Regions from separate parts of the Zea mays genome. Here region 2 is linked to region 1. The links are chromatin contacts, called in public Hi-C maps. All regions are on one chromosome and are shown on one strand. The core of a region is the stretch at or near the end of the contact, and the rest is flanking DNA. Distances in the headings are between cores, read along the strand shown. Region 1 holds the start of LOC103649523 (ACT domain-containing protein ACR12). Region 2 holds the start of LOC103649524.

What was found. Hi-C and Micro-C count contacts between places; a contact is called where the count stands out from the background.
Region 2: a Hi-C map of ear shows a contact between it and region 1, with 2.5 times the contacts expected there. The contact joins the promoter of LOC103649524 here to the promoter of LOC103649523 in region 1. A contact is called at or near these places in 2 of 25 Hi-C or Micro-C datasets (ear and tassel).

Annotation. Positions count from the first base shown.
Region 1 is chr3:771,654-778,446 of Zm-B73-REFERENCE-NAM-5.0, forward strand. It overlaps LOC103649523 (ACT domain-containing protein ACR12), which reads right to left and starts at 3,620. Exons shown (of 10, transcript XM_008675242.3): 1 at 3,309-3,620; 2 at 2,453-2,504; 3 at 2,239-2,352; 4 at 2,028-2,122; 5 at 1,499-1,577; 6 at 1,333-1,392; 7 at 709-764. The coding sequence starts at 3,427.
Region 2 is chr3:1,122,921-1,129,713 of Zm-B73-REFERENCE-NAM-5.0, forward strand. It overlaps LOC103649524, which reads left to right and starts at 4,218. Exons shown (of 7, transcript XM_035966118.1): 1 at 4,218-4,395; 2 at 4,483-5,637; 3 at 6,466-6,621.

The DNA of each region.
Region 1 (6,793 bases), core at 2,370-4,869:
GAGACACATCAAAGTTCAAATGAACAAAGGATAAGACTAATAGGTAGGCACAAAAAATGAATTGAAGCTGATTCTTACATGAAAAGCAAAATATAGAGCTAAAAGAAACCTGACTCAGTTAATGACTTAATGATCATATTACAAAGCACACAAAAAAATTGGAAGAAAAAGGGCAGGAGCTCTGCCTTGCATTTAAGGAGGAAAAGAATAACACAATTACATAGGCTGAAGAAGGAAAAACAACATTGATGGCCTCAAGTAGTATTGTGTTGCTCATGCCTACATGTTCTCAGCCTATCTATGACACTTCAAACTTTTTATGCTCTGTAACCAGATCCAATTTACTATTATTTGGTTTGTGTGAGAAGTAATGTATACTTTTTTTCCAATTTTTTCTACAGGAACTGATACTACATGTCGCAGCCTAAACATGGCTCAAGCCTAAGATGTTCTGGCTTATACCATGCTGTACAGGTGTACATGAATAGCTAATTCATTTTGTACTACAGAATATTTGGGACGTACATCACTTGGTGTCAATCTTATTTTCACATGTGTAGGACTTCTTCTAGGATAAAACAATACACGAGGGCATGTAAACAATAAGATTGACATATATAACACGACAACATGCTATGAAACATGCAAAATAACAGTTAATTTAAAAGTGATAGTACGTGCTTGGATCATGCTAAGACAGAATCAAACCTTCTTTTTGGTCCGTCATCTTCAACAACTATATGTGTTGCAATATCAACATCTACCTACCAGTTCATAAATCAAAGAATGCAAATTCAGGCTTAATAATGTATCAAAGGTCAAAGCACAAACCAATAGCATAACAAAGTAAAATTTGTAGCCTAACTGTTTATAGATTTCCATTTCCTAAAATAGTGATAACTCACAGATCATAGTTAAAAAGATGGCCAAACCGAGATAACACGATACAGAACAGCATCTGAAATTACAGAATGGGAATGCATTACACTTTAGGGCTGATTTGGTGAGCCGGGATTACGGGAGGATTGGAGGGGATTGAGGGGGAAATTAGTTAATTTCCCCCTCAATCCCCTCCAATCCCCCCGTGATCCCCTTGTCACCAAATCAACCCTTAAGTGTTGTTTGATTCACGAAATGTAACGTAAATAGTAATAATAATGATTCACATTCGAGTACCAACGGTAACAAGTTTGAATGGACGGTATCCATTTTTAGTGTGATATGTGATTACGGTTGGACTTAAATAAACATGATGTAACGTTATTGACTTATTGATTACCCATTACGTTACCAATATGTGAACCAAACGGCACCTTACAGTATTGCACTTGCCTTCTTCTCAGGAGGTTTTATCCCAAAAAATTCACCCATGGCTAACTTCTCACTTGATTCCTACACAAGGATGACATGACTACGGTGTTAGTTACATTCAATCAGATAGTAAAAAATAGGTAAAGAAAAAACGATACAGAGTAACACATAAGAATCTGAAACATACAGGATGGTACTGGAGAAGGTTGTTGATGATGGTTAGCCGAATCCTTTCTAACATGTCAGGGTCCTCAACCTTGCGCCCACTAGATACATACAAAAGGGAAGGGAAAATATTACTGTTAACTAATCCAAATAAAAATTATGCAGCGGTTAATGTAACACTATAGTATTTAGATGGAATCATGGTCCAGAAGTCTCAAGGGTTCCACCATTTTTTCCATCTAAGATTGAACAAGGGATTTTCAAGAAGGAATGCCAATACTGTGAATAATTGATATGTGACAAAGCATATGTGAGAGGATTATGTGATTACTATCAAATATCTCAAGAAAACACTAGGCTAAATGAAAAATTAATGGAAGAGTATTTCAAGAAATCCATGTGTGTACATGGATAGAATTAATCACATCAAAGCTGAATAAAGGTATATGCATATGTGCAGGAACAGCGAATGCTCTCTTTAGTTTTCCTAATAGACACACATAACTAGATGCTGCACGTAAAAAATAAAACAGAAAGGAGCAAGCACCCACAATCGCATGATGTGGAACTTTGTTTGTGTGACAGCTGAGTCAGTTGTCACACTTCCTTTTGTGACATCAAGGCCAAGGTCCTTGAGTGCTTTCATCTGCAAACAGTGAATACCAGGAAAAATAATTGGCAGATATGACAAAAACTTAAACATCACAATTTTGAGCAGCAACAATGTAAAGACAGCATCAGTGGCGCATGTAAAATATATACCGTGTCAAGTAGTGCCCCCAAGCGATCTCCAAAACTTAGCTGCACAATGGTCGCATCACGGTCTGAGTCCTGATCTATCTGGACAACTGGGACTGGGACTGCCTCATCAGATGTCTGGGGTGATAATTTTCCCAAGAATACACATTAAAAAGCAAACTGAATAAATACAGAAGTGGCGTCTGCCACTGATTAAACCAGTCGTGTGAAATTGTACCGTTGAAGAAACTCCCAACACATTAGCTGAGTTGATAGATTGGCAACAAATTCTGGGAAGATTTACAAAACACAAAGATTATTAGTACATATGTTGGGAAGATTTACAAAAGACAAAGATTATTAGTACATATACAGTGTATATAGAACATGGAAGTATTATACAGGACAGATCTATCTATTACTATCATGTATATACTATAACTTAGGAATTAAGAAACAATAGAGTTGGGGATGAAGAGATACGAGATGGCAGACATAACTTCCCAAATGAATCCTACTACTGCACAACTTATCATAGGCGCAGGCAAATTTCCCATATACATACACGAATCTATCAAATCATCAACGGAGAACTCTACGAGACCGTCGAACAATGAACAACACTGAATTAGACGGTCTAAATGGAAAACAAAATCTATGCAGAGATCATGTATAAGTAAAACCCATGGAGCACAGGCTAGAGGCGTCCAATCATGCTGATGCTAAAATCCTTCCGTCTAATCAATCTGCTCACGGCACATGGTACACGGAGATGTTCGATCCGGCTGTTTAAGCGAGTTCGATCCAACTGATCGTCACTTCGTCAGCTAGGACAGACACAAAGGGACGCACGGAGATCGTCATGTAAACGTGTCGGTCCTGCATAGAATTTTTTTTCCCGGTCGAGAAGAAAAAATCCCTATAGCAAAAGAGAACTAAAGCCGGCACCTACGAGACCATTGGCACTCTAATACGAGTAACGCAAGTGGATAATCCCGCTGAGACTCGAGGCTGCCAGCGAGCAATATCCGACCAGCGCGAGGCGGCGAGCACGACGTCAGGGAAACGGGCCCCGCGGGGATCAGATCGCTCACCTCCGGGCGGGGCGGGGCAGAGGGCGCGCGGCGCGGAAGCGCAGGTGCCACCGTGACGGGGTAGGCGTGGCAGCGGGGGCGAAGGGCAGGAGGCCGTGGTGGGAAGCGGCGAGCGCCATGGGTGGGTGCGCGCAATCTGGAGCGGAGCGGGGCGGAGAGGCGTGCGGCGTGTCACTCTGCCCACCGTGACCGTCTCCGCCCTCGGCTCACTGGAGTGGCGTTGGCGCCGGCCGGGGACGGAAGGGGAAAGGTCTGGGGTCTGGGGTGGGCTGACCGAGCCTATGGGTCGGACTAGTTGTTTCCTTTCGTCACAAGTGGGCCTGAGCCTGATCGTGGCGACTATTTTACGCGCCACTTGGACTGCATGATTGGATCCAGACCGCTAGACGGGAATAGGAAAAAAAACAGAAGCGGCTAGATTTAAGGGGTGTTTGGGAGTGAAGTTTTTTCACAGTTTTGAAGAATACTGCAGTATTTTTAAATACTGCAATATTATATACAGAATGGTGTTTGACAAGCCGGCTAAAATCTCTGTTTTCAAAACTGAAGTATTGCAAATACTATAGTTGTTTTAAGGTATTCTAAACTTAGATTTAGATCTCAGTTTCTAAAATTGTGGTATTGTAAACTGCGGTATTGTCATGACTAAAGTATACTGTAGTATTTCAAAAACTGTGGTTTTCAAAAACTTTGTTCCCAAACAGGGCTTAAGCCTGCCTTTCCTACGCCTCCATCACGAATACTCAGTCCTGTGTCGAGTCCATCCGTGCGTTGCAACAGAATAATGTTATAATAACAAGAACGAATAACCACATTACGGACTACGTGACAACAACAAAGTAATAAGAATCTAGGTACTTTTAAGTCTAATCTAATTCAAAAATCATACAACAAATTCGTGACAATATATATACATGTAGGTATATATAATACTATCGATCATAATAGTAGATGACTGATATACGCAAACCATACTCACTACACCCGAAATTATCTAAATTTAACAAAATCAGAGAATGAATCTATACTACTATATTAAGGCTGCAAAGACTAGTCTACCTCTCCTGGTTCTATCTTTCACAAATCTACACCGTCCATCTACCTCCATCAAATCTAAACCATCCGTCTGTGTGCCCTCGGTTCTCGCCCCCACGTCTGATCCGCGCACGGATCCCCCACCCCTCAACAACCTCCACGGCAAACGCCGTGCGCCCCGCCCCCTCGCGACGCTATAGAGTCTCCGTGACCTCAACCACCATGCCGCAAGTCGGGCGTGATCGGGGCCTGCTGGAGCGGCCGCGCGCGCTACCGCGGTCGGCGGACCCGGCCGTGCAGATCGCCGGCAACTTCGCGCCGGTCGGCGAGCAGGCGCCGGTGCGGTCGCTGCCAGTGTCGGGCCGCATCCCACCATTCATCTCGGGCGTGTACGCGCGCAACAGGGTCAACCCCAGCTTCGAGCCGTCGGCAGGGCACCACCTGTTCGACGGCGACGGGACGGTGCGCGCGGTGCGCATCCGCAACGGCGCGGCCGAATCGTACGCGTGCCGGTTCACCGAGACGGCCAAGCTCCGGTAGGAGCGCGCGCTGGGGCGGGCCGTGTTCCCCAAGGCCATCGGCGAGCTGCACTGGCACTCCAGGATCGCGTGTTTGGCGCTGTTCTACGCCCGCGAGCTGTGCGGGCTCGTCGACCCGTCCCGTGGCACGGGGGTCGCCAACGCCGGCCTTGTCTACTTCAACGGCCGTCTCCTGGCCATGTCCGAGCAAGCCCTGATTGCCGCTGTCGGCTCTCCACTTCTCCAGTTCTGGGTGAAGAAGTAAAGATCAGCCGAGAATGAGGTCAACCCAGTTGAATCCAATGGAGCTGTGGTCTCGGTTAAGAAGACAGTATATACAACACTAATCACCAAATCTTAGTCGCCGCTTGCGGCCGCCGCCATCACTAGCCAAGCCATCGTCCCTGGCGCGCGGTCGCGTCCAGGCTTCCATTCCAGGTTACTAGGTGTATCCTACCGGTACTCTTGGAAACTAGACCGGAAAGGTGTGGCCAACCAGCAGCCCAGCGTGCGCGTGGCTGACTGACTGACTGACTGGCGAGCAGATGCAGATGCAGAGGCAACAGCAGCAGCCTGCCTTGTTCGGTTCCTCAGCTTGGTGCCCAAGCATGCAGGATCAGCAGGACGACAACTTGAGTTGCTCATCTTGCGTTGTGCAATAAGTATACGTAGTTAGGCATGTAGTGTAGAATATGCTCTCATACTTGTGCTAATTCCTGTCGGTATTGGACTAATCTTAGTTGGATTCCTGTTGCGACTCTATTTTTCTCTCTTCATCTTCCTCTCTGCTCTCTGCTCTCTGCTCTCTGTAGATATGGAAACAGGCCAGGTAGAGCAAAAACTCACTTGCGGTCGAACCCGTGAAATCTACCCAAAGTCGCCCACGATCGCACTGTGGGTGTAATTCCAAAACCGCGCCGAATCCATCGGGATCAAAACCTCCACCCGCGCCCAAGTACGTGTGTTTCGAGTCTAGGATTAAATTACCATCTCTCTCCTGCCTCTGCGGAACTCTCAACTGATTTTTTAAAAAAAATCCTGGTGGATCACATTCATGGATCTGATGTCAATTTATATTGTGTCCATTTTAATCAGCAACGTCAAATCGTTATATAGAAACAGTGTTAGATCACAATTTGGATGCCCTAACCACGCCACTGGTGCATGGCTCCAACTCGTCAGCTGTCAAATGTCATCGTCCCACTCCCAGTGAGAAGACGACTGTGACAACCATACAAGAACAGGCGGAAGCAGGGCGGAAAACAAAACGGTGCTGACCAGACGCAGCGCCAGCAGCGGCGAAGTTGACAATGCCGAATGAGAGAACGTGTGGAGGCGAGAGCGGTGCTGCCCGCCGGCAGGCAAGCCGCGAGCGCCGTCCGGCATGTGATGTGATCTGGAGCACAGGAGGACAAACGCGCGGCACACTTGTTGCATCTGGGAAGGAGGGCGACATGACGGGGTAGAGCCAGGAGGCACCTTTTCTCCCATGTCTTTCCAGAATCTTCTGTGATCCGCCCAGCGAATCGGAAGCCACCGAATGGAAGGAAGGATGACGCAACCGAGTTGGAACGGCACATGGCATGGAAGCCATGGACGAGCTAGCACACGGCCATGAGGATGACGATACCGTCACTCAGTCCTGAAATAAGCATATATATATATATATAACCTTGATTAAATATATAAACAAAATTACTATTGTTTATCAAGTATAATAAGTACTATTAGATTGGTTATAGTATATAATATTATAATATATTTTTTAATACACTTAGTTAAATTTTAAAAAAGTTTAACTCCTTAAAGACGTGTGGTATACTGATCCGTGCGCGCTGCAAGGACACTTTCAATACAGTATGAAACACATTTGTACATAAATTATTGTGGTATTATATGTTCCCGATGCAACGCACGGGCACTCACTTAGTT
Region 2 (6,793 bases), core at 2,968-5,467, 350 kb after region 1:
AGGGTTCTTCACGCGCTGAACTCCTCACCTTCGGGAAAACGCAGAGTCGCTCCGCTATAATTCACCGGACTGTCCGGTGTACACCGGACAGTGTCCGGTGTTCCAGGAATGAAGCGACTCTGAACTCGCCAGCTTCGGGAATTCGCAACGGCTACTCCGCTATAATTCACCGGACATGTCCGGTGTACACCGGACTGTCCGGTGTAACCGCAGAGCAACGGCTATTTCGGTGCCAACGGTCACCTGCAGGCGCATTAAATGCGCGCTAGAGCGCAGAAGTCAGGCACGCGCGTCATGGCGCACCGGACACGCTACAGTGCATGTCTGGTGCGCCACCGGACATCCAGGCGGGCCCAGCAGTCAGAGCTCCAACGGTCGGAACCCTAACGGCCGGGTGACGTGGCTGTCGCACCGGACATGTCCGGTGTGCACCGGACTGTCCGGTGCACCATACGACAGACAGCCTCCACCAAACGGCTAGTTTGGTGGTTGGGGCTATAAATACCCCCAACCACCCCACATTCAAGTCATCCAAGTTTTCCACTTCTCAACCACTTACAAGAGCTAGGCATTCAATTCTAGACACACTCAAGTGATCAAATCCTCTCCAATTCCACACAAGGCTTTAGTGATTAGCGAGAGAGATTTGCCGTGTTCTTTTGAGCTCTTGCGCTTGGATTGCTTCTTTTCTTTCCCACTTGTTCTTGTGATCAAAACTCATTTGTAACCAAGGCAAGAGACACCAATTGTGTGGTGGTCCTTGCGGGGAAGTTTTGTTCCCGGTTTTGATTTGAGAAGAGAAGCTCACTCGGTCCGAGGGACCGTTTGAGAGAGGGTAAGGGTTTAAAGAGACCCGACCTTTGTGGCCTCCTCAACGAGGAGTAGGTTTGCGAGAACCGAACCTCGGTAAAACAAATCCGCGTGTCACACTCTTCATTCGCTTGCGATTTGTTTTGCGCCCTCTCTCTCGGACTCATTATTATTTCTAACGCTAACCCGGCTTGTAGTTGTGATTAATTTTATAAATTTCAGTTTTGCCCTATTCACCCCCCTCTAGGCGACTTTCAATTGGTATCAAAGTCCGGTGCTTCATTAGAGCCTAACCGCTCGAAGTGATGTCGGGAGATCTCGCCAAGAAGAAGATGGAGACCGACGACAAGCCCACTACAAGCCACGAGTCGACTTCATCGGAAGAGTCCCGCAACAAGAGGAAGGAGAAGAAAAACTCCTCCAACAAAGGGAAGGGGAAGGAGAAGAAATCCTCTTCCCACAAGTCGCATCGGAGAGGCGACAAGCATAAGAGGATGAGGAAAGTGGTCTACTACGAGACCGACTCTTCATCGCCATCGACCTCCGACTTCGACGCGCCGTCCGTCACTTCTAAGCGCCAAGAGCGCAAGAAGTATAGTAAGATCCCCATACGCTACCCCCACACTTCAAAGCGTACTCCTCTACTCTCCGTTCCTAATTAGAACCCAAATTAGATTCAAAATCAACCAAATCAGATCTGGAATCCGAATCAGATTCAAAATCAGAAACTGAATCTGAATCAGAACCATCAGAACTAGAGCTATAATGCACGGGGTTCAGAACTTGTAACTCATGTTCGTTTTACTCTTATTTTGTCAGAGTTGTAGTATGTGCTTTACAGTTTAGGCAGACATACTGAAGTTACTATGAAGGATTATTTTTAGGTTTCTCATGTCTGATCGTTTGGAGGAAGCTAAGCTATAAAGCTGTGAACTTTTGTGCTACTGTTACCACTGCCTGTTTAATCATCATCTCGTCTATTGTAATAGTTCCGTTTCTCTAGTTGTTGAAAGATTATATTTCTAAATATCATTGCTCATATGACATTTTGCTGTTAGGGCCGCAATTTGAGCATCATTGGACAATGGTCATGTGACTGATTATGGTGGTATTTGTGATGTGATATATGTTTCTTAACATCATTGTTATGATGCTATTTGCATTGTGATTTATGTTTCTGAACATCATTGCTCATATGGTACGTTGCTGCTAGTGCCGCAATTTGAGCATCATTGGACAACGGTCATGTGATCATGTTGGTATTTGTGGTGTGATTTATGTTTTTGTACAGTCTCGTGAATACTTAGCTTTGTCAGCACGCAGAGAATGTTTGTTTTCTGGATTAGGGTACACTTGTTGTGCTGATAGTTTCTTAGGTTTAGGTGCCCATCTCTCTCATCTGACATGAATAATGTATGAGTGTCGTGTTGTAGAGTATTATGTGAAGCCATCAACCTGTAAGCTTTCATAATTATCCGCACGCAGGAGGACGTCCAACTGTGCCCAGAAAACATTGCAGCTCAAAATTGCTACACCCATATCAAAATTGCAAGTACTCGTCTTTATTTTTACTACACTCTAGGACTGAATGTATGTTTTATTCTTCCCACAGGTCTGTTCACAAATTGCAGCTCAGCGTGCAGCCAATCCTAACCTTGATAAACTATATATTACAAAAGTGAGTAGCTCTATAGGTCCTGCTCATGAGCTTTTTATGGATACTGTTGATTACACTCGTAATGACTATTTCCATTTGACTTTTTCGTTAAAGTCCGTGAAGAAATTGTTTCTTGTGCCTAGCAAACGCTTTAAATGCAATGAAATGGTTAGATCTTGATCACACACTATTTTTTGTTACTAAGTGACTATGATTGTCAAGAAAAGCTAAATTCAGCCTTTTTTAGATATTTCACTCTGATTGTTTTGCAATAATATCGTATAATAATGCTCTATATTTTTTGTGAGGCCTTTTTTCTTAATTCTGGACTGCAGAAGACAATTTAGGTAGAAGCTTTGACTTCTTTTTTACTGCTTGAAGGAATATAAAACATTAAAACCCGCTTAGTAGATGCGTACTATAATAAAACATATAGTCTCCAATTTTCTATTTTATTTCATGTTTTTGTTATGTTATCTCTGTATTTCTAACAATCAGTAGTTGTCTATATATATCATTCTCTTGAAAAGCTTATTTGATTTTGATATCTGTATTACTAGCAGCCTGACATCATATTCTAATTATTACAGAATGATAAAGATGTCTTTATAGAGTCACTTATTTGCAGATTAGATAATAAATGTGATAAACTTTTGATATGTAAATTGGACTCTGAATTCAGCATGCCTCAAGTAAGTATATGCAATTTGGATCATAGCATTACATTTTTCATGCTAGCGTACTTTTATGAAAATAATAATATTCTTTAGAATTGACAAAAATATTTAGATGTGTGTTAAAATAACCTACTTACCTTTATTCTAGCAATGTTGTTAGTTAACACAAGATAAACATTAATTAGAACCACTTTTGTAATTAATAATTAATAGAAGGGGTATGTATTTAATTTGATGGTGGCCATGCTTGGAAATGTAAGCTGCCTTCGTCTGAGGGCCCAAAAGCATTGAGTTGTTAGAGCTGTCACATAATTTGCATTTAGTACCCTTAAATTTCAAGTATAGACCAACCAAACCTCACATATAGGTAATGGAGGAACTCAACTCTCGGTTGGAATTGTGTGGGCCTTTCACGTTCTGATTTTGCACTGAATTCCACGTCTGTGCTTGCAATTACAGAAAATAAAGTTGTACTCATGAACATTTATCATTTGTACTCTGCTGTCTAGCCAAAGTTGTGTAGGCAGTTCTGCTAAATAAACGGCCAAAATTAGGGTAATTTAAGAACAACTAAAGAACGGCAACACAACTGGTTTGGACTAGAAACATGGTAGTTTTTTTTTTCTGGTGTTTGAGGTGTGTTTTGTCCAGCTACCTGAGTTGTTTAAGAGTTGCAGTGAATAATTACTGTGGTTATAACTCGATGGAGCAGAGTAGGATCATGACTGATTCTGAAATAGTTTTATATCTTGACTTATCAGCAACACACAATATCTTTACTTGGTTACAACATAACTTGATTTAGTTTTTATTGGTATAATACTATGATGTATGCATTTTTTGAATGAATTGTCAACTGTAGCAACGCACGGGCATCCCGCTAGTATTGTTTGAGTGATAATATGTGTATTTGAAGCAACATTTTTAAATTTTTTTTATTATTGTTATATATTATTTTTGTTCATAGCAAAGCATGGACGCATTCGTAGTTGTCTAAGATAAGACACAGAAGATAATACAGAATTATAAAGGTCCATTTAAAGAAGCCTACGTCGGTCGGGGAGTCCCAGGAATAACGACCCAGTGGCCCAAACAGCGTATGAGCCCCTGGTATATAGAAGTTGGTGTAGCCACCCACCCTAACCCTAGATCCGCTTTGGTCTCTGGAATCTGGAAGTCACCGGATCCACAACTCGCCCCTCTGGCCGCCTCCGTCCTCCGCCTTATCGGCCGCCGCCTCCTCCTTCGTCAGTAAGACGCCTCATCAACCTACAAATCTCCCAATTTGTCGTCGCAGAGATTCCCCTTGGCACCCCTAATCTCGCAATCTGTTTCAAGGTCGCATGTCTCTCGAGGACGAGAAGCCTTTCTTCGTCGTCGCTGTCGTCCCCAACTGGGTGATGCTAGAGCGCGTCGTCTTCCGCAGGGACGACGAGTCCTTCTCGGACGGAAGCGAGGCCATCGTGGCGACCGACCGGCATCGCGTCCTGTTTCGCGTCGGCACCATGATGTTCGCAAGTCTGGTTCAGGAATTCTTCATCTACAGCACCTCAGGTGCCGACACTTCCTCTTCGCTGACTGCGCTCCCGCCTTGTGCCGAGCCTGACATGGATTGTAGCCGCCGTGAGGGCCGCCTACCTCGTAAACGTGCTTCTCGGGGATGACGCCTACTGGCGGTCAGGTCCATGGGCCTCCTGTGCCGAGGCGAAGAAGAGTTCGCGGTGGTAGAGCTGTAGGTTTACAAGCACAACTGCTACATGGCCTTTGCTGACATCTACTTGTTCCTGAAATCAGCTGGCAAATGAGACTCCATGCGTTTGCCCATCCTCTGCAGCACCGACCCCAATGTGATCTGGCAACTTTGCTTATGGCAGACCGACACGGTTATCCTGGTCGACCGCTGGCTTTGCTGGGTTGACTATGAGCGAGGCATCCTTTTCTACGATATGTTTGGGGAGCCCAGCCCTACTGTTATCTTCAGCCAGTTCCCTCTGGACAAGTTCCCTGACAACAACACTCGCAACAAGGACTGCTGCTGGTTGTACCGCAGCATGTCGACCACCCGTGAGGGGGGTGCGCTCCTGTTCACCAACGGCTGGTGCTGGCTTCACTATCAGGTGCCACTCCCTCATGTTATGCAACATCACGGAGCCGAACACGGTTGGGTGTGTATGGGAAGAGGACTACACGGTCACCTCCGATGAGCTTTGGTCTGCCAACCCTGAGTGCCTACCGCATGACATTCTCATGTTCCCCCAAGCTGACATGGACAGGCCACATGTAGTGCACTTTGTCATCAGCGAGTTCGGATACGTGAGAAAGAATATGTAGCTGGTCACCATTGACATGAGCACCAGGAGAGTGGAGTCATTTTCTCAGTATACCAATGGGAGGCAGTATGCCATTGGAACCGAGGGCGCTTACTTGACCAAAATAAGGTCCGGCTGTCCCATGTCCTTCCTCCCCTCTGAGTTCTCCAAGTACCTCTGTTAGGTAATATTGTTGCTGGCTTTTATCTATCACCTAACTAATTTTTTGCTGGTTGCACACGTATTGCTGTATGTATGCAAGTTCTTCACTTTAATCTTGTTAGCATTAGAATTTCACTACGGGGAGAGCAGCCTATTTATCCAACCAGAACAGTAATGTATCCTGCAGGCTACTTAGTGAAAGATAAGAAATAGGCTTATGAACGATAGAGTTAGGCCCTGTTTGTAGTCGCTTTTCAGGAACTCGATTCTCTGGGTAGCAGCTTGTTTGATAATTTTGCTGTCCAGAGAATCTGCTGCCTCAATAAGCTGAGTTTTTGGCTATCCTGATTATAGCTGTAAAACGACCTGAATGCCCGAGTTGATAATAGCTCATAGCCAATAATTGTAATGTCTTTTGAGTTTGTTAAATAGAAATTGCTGTACAATAAAGATAGATAGGTCTAAAATATGGCTACAGTATTATACAATTAAATATAAATCTACCGTGTGTATCGATCATGGACAAGTGCTGTCAATCTATCCATTGCAGAGCAGCAGCAAAAACAATGAACGGAGAGCTGCATTAGAAATACATAGATGTAGGGAGGCCGGCACCTTGGAGGAGCTCGGTGTGGCCTGCGGGTGACCATAAATAAAGTAGCTGTATGTTTTGTATGCTAAGATTTTTTCTGTATCCAATCTTCTTCTAGGTTTGAACTTCTAATTTTGGAAGACAATTTTCCTCATGGCCTTGTCACCAGACACCAGTAACATTTTTTTTCCGTTGTAACACACTTGTACTGTCCTAAGCCAATTGAGTAACTTGACATTGATTTATAATCTTGTACAGGTTGGTGCACAAGTTGTGTACTCGAAATATGCAGGCACAGAATTGAAATTCAATGACGCCGACCATCTCATTTTGAAATAAGATGACATAATTGGTATTCTTGACAGTGATGATGTGAAGGATATGAAACCACCGAATGATCGCATTCTGATTAAGGTATGCTTATCAAGAAACAAGAATATTACTATCGTGACACTATCCAGATTAATTGGCTACTGTACTGCTCTGTTCATGTTATTTTAAGCAAGCCTTTTCCGACGCCACAATTTGTCTAGAAATTTCACACACAAGTTGCATATTCCATATACGGAAGGCTTCATCTCTAGTG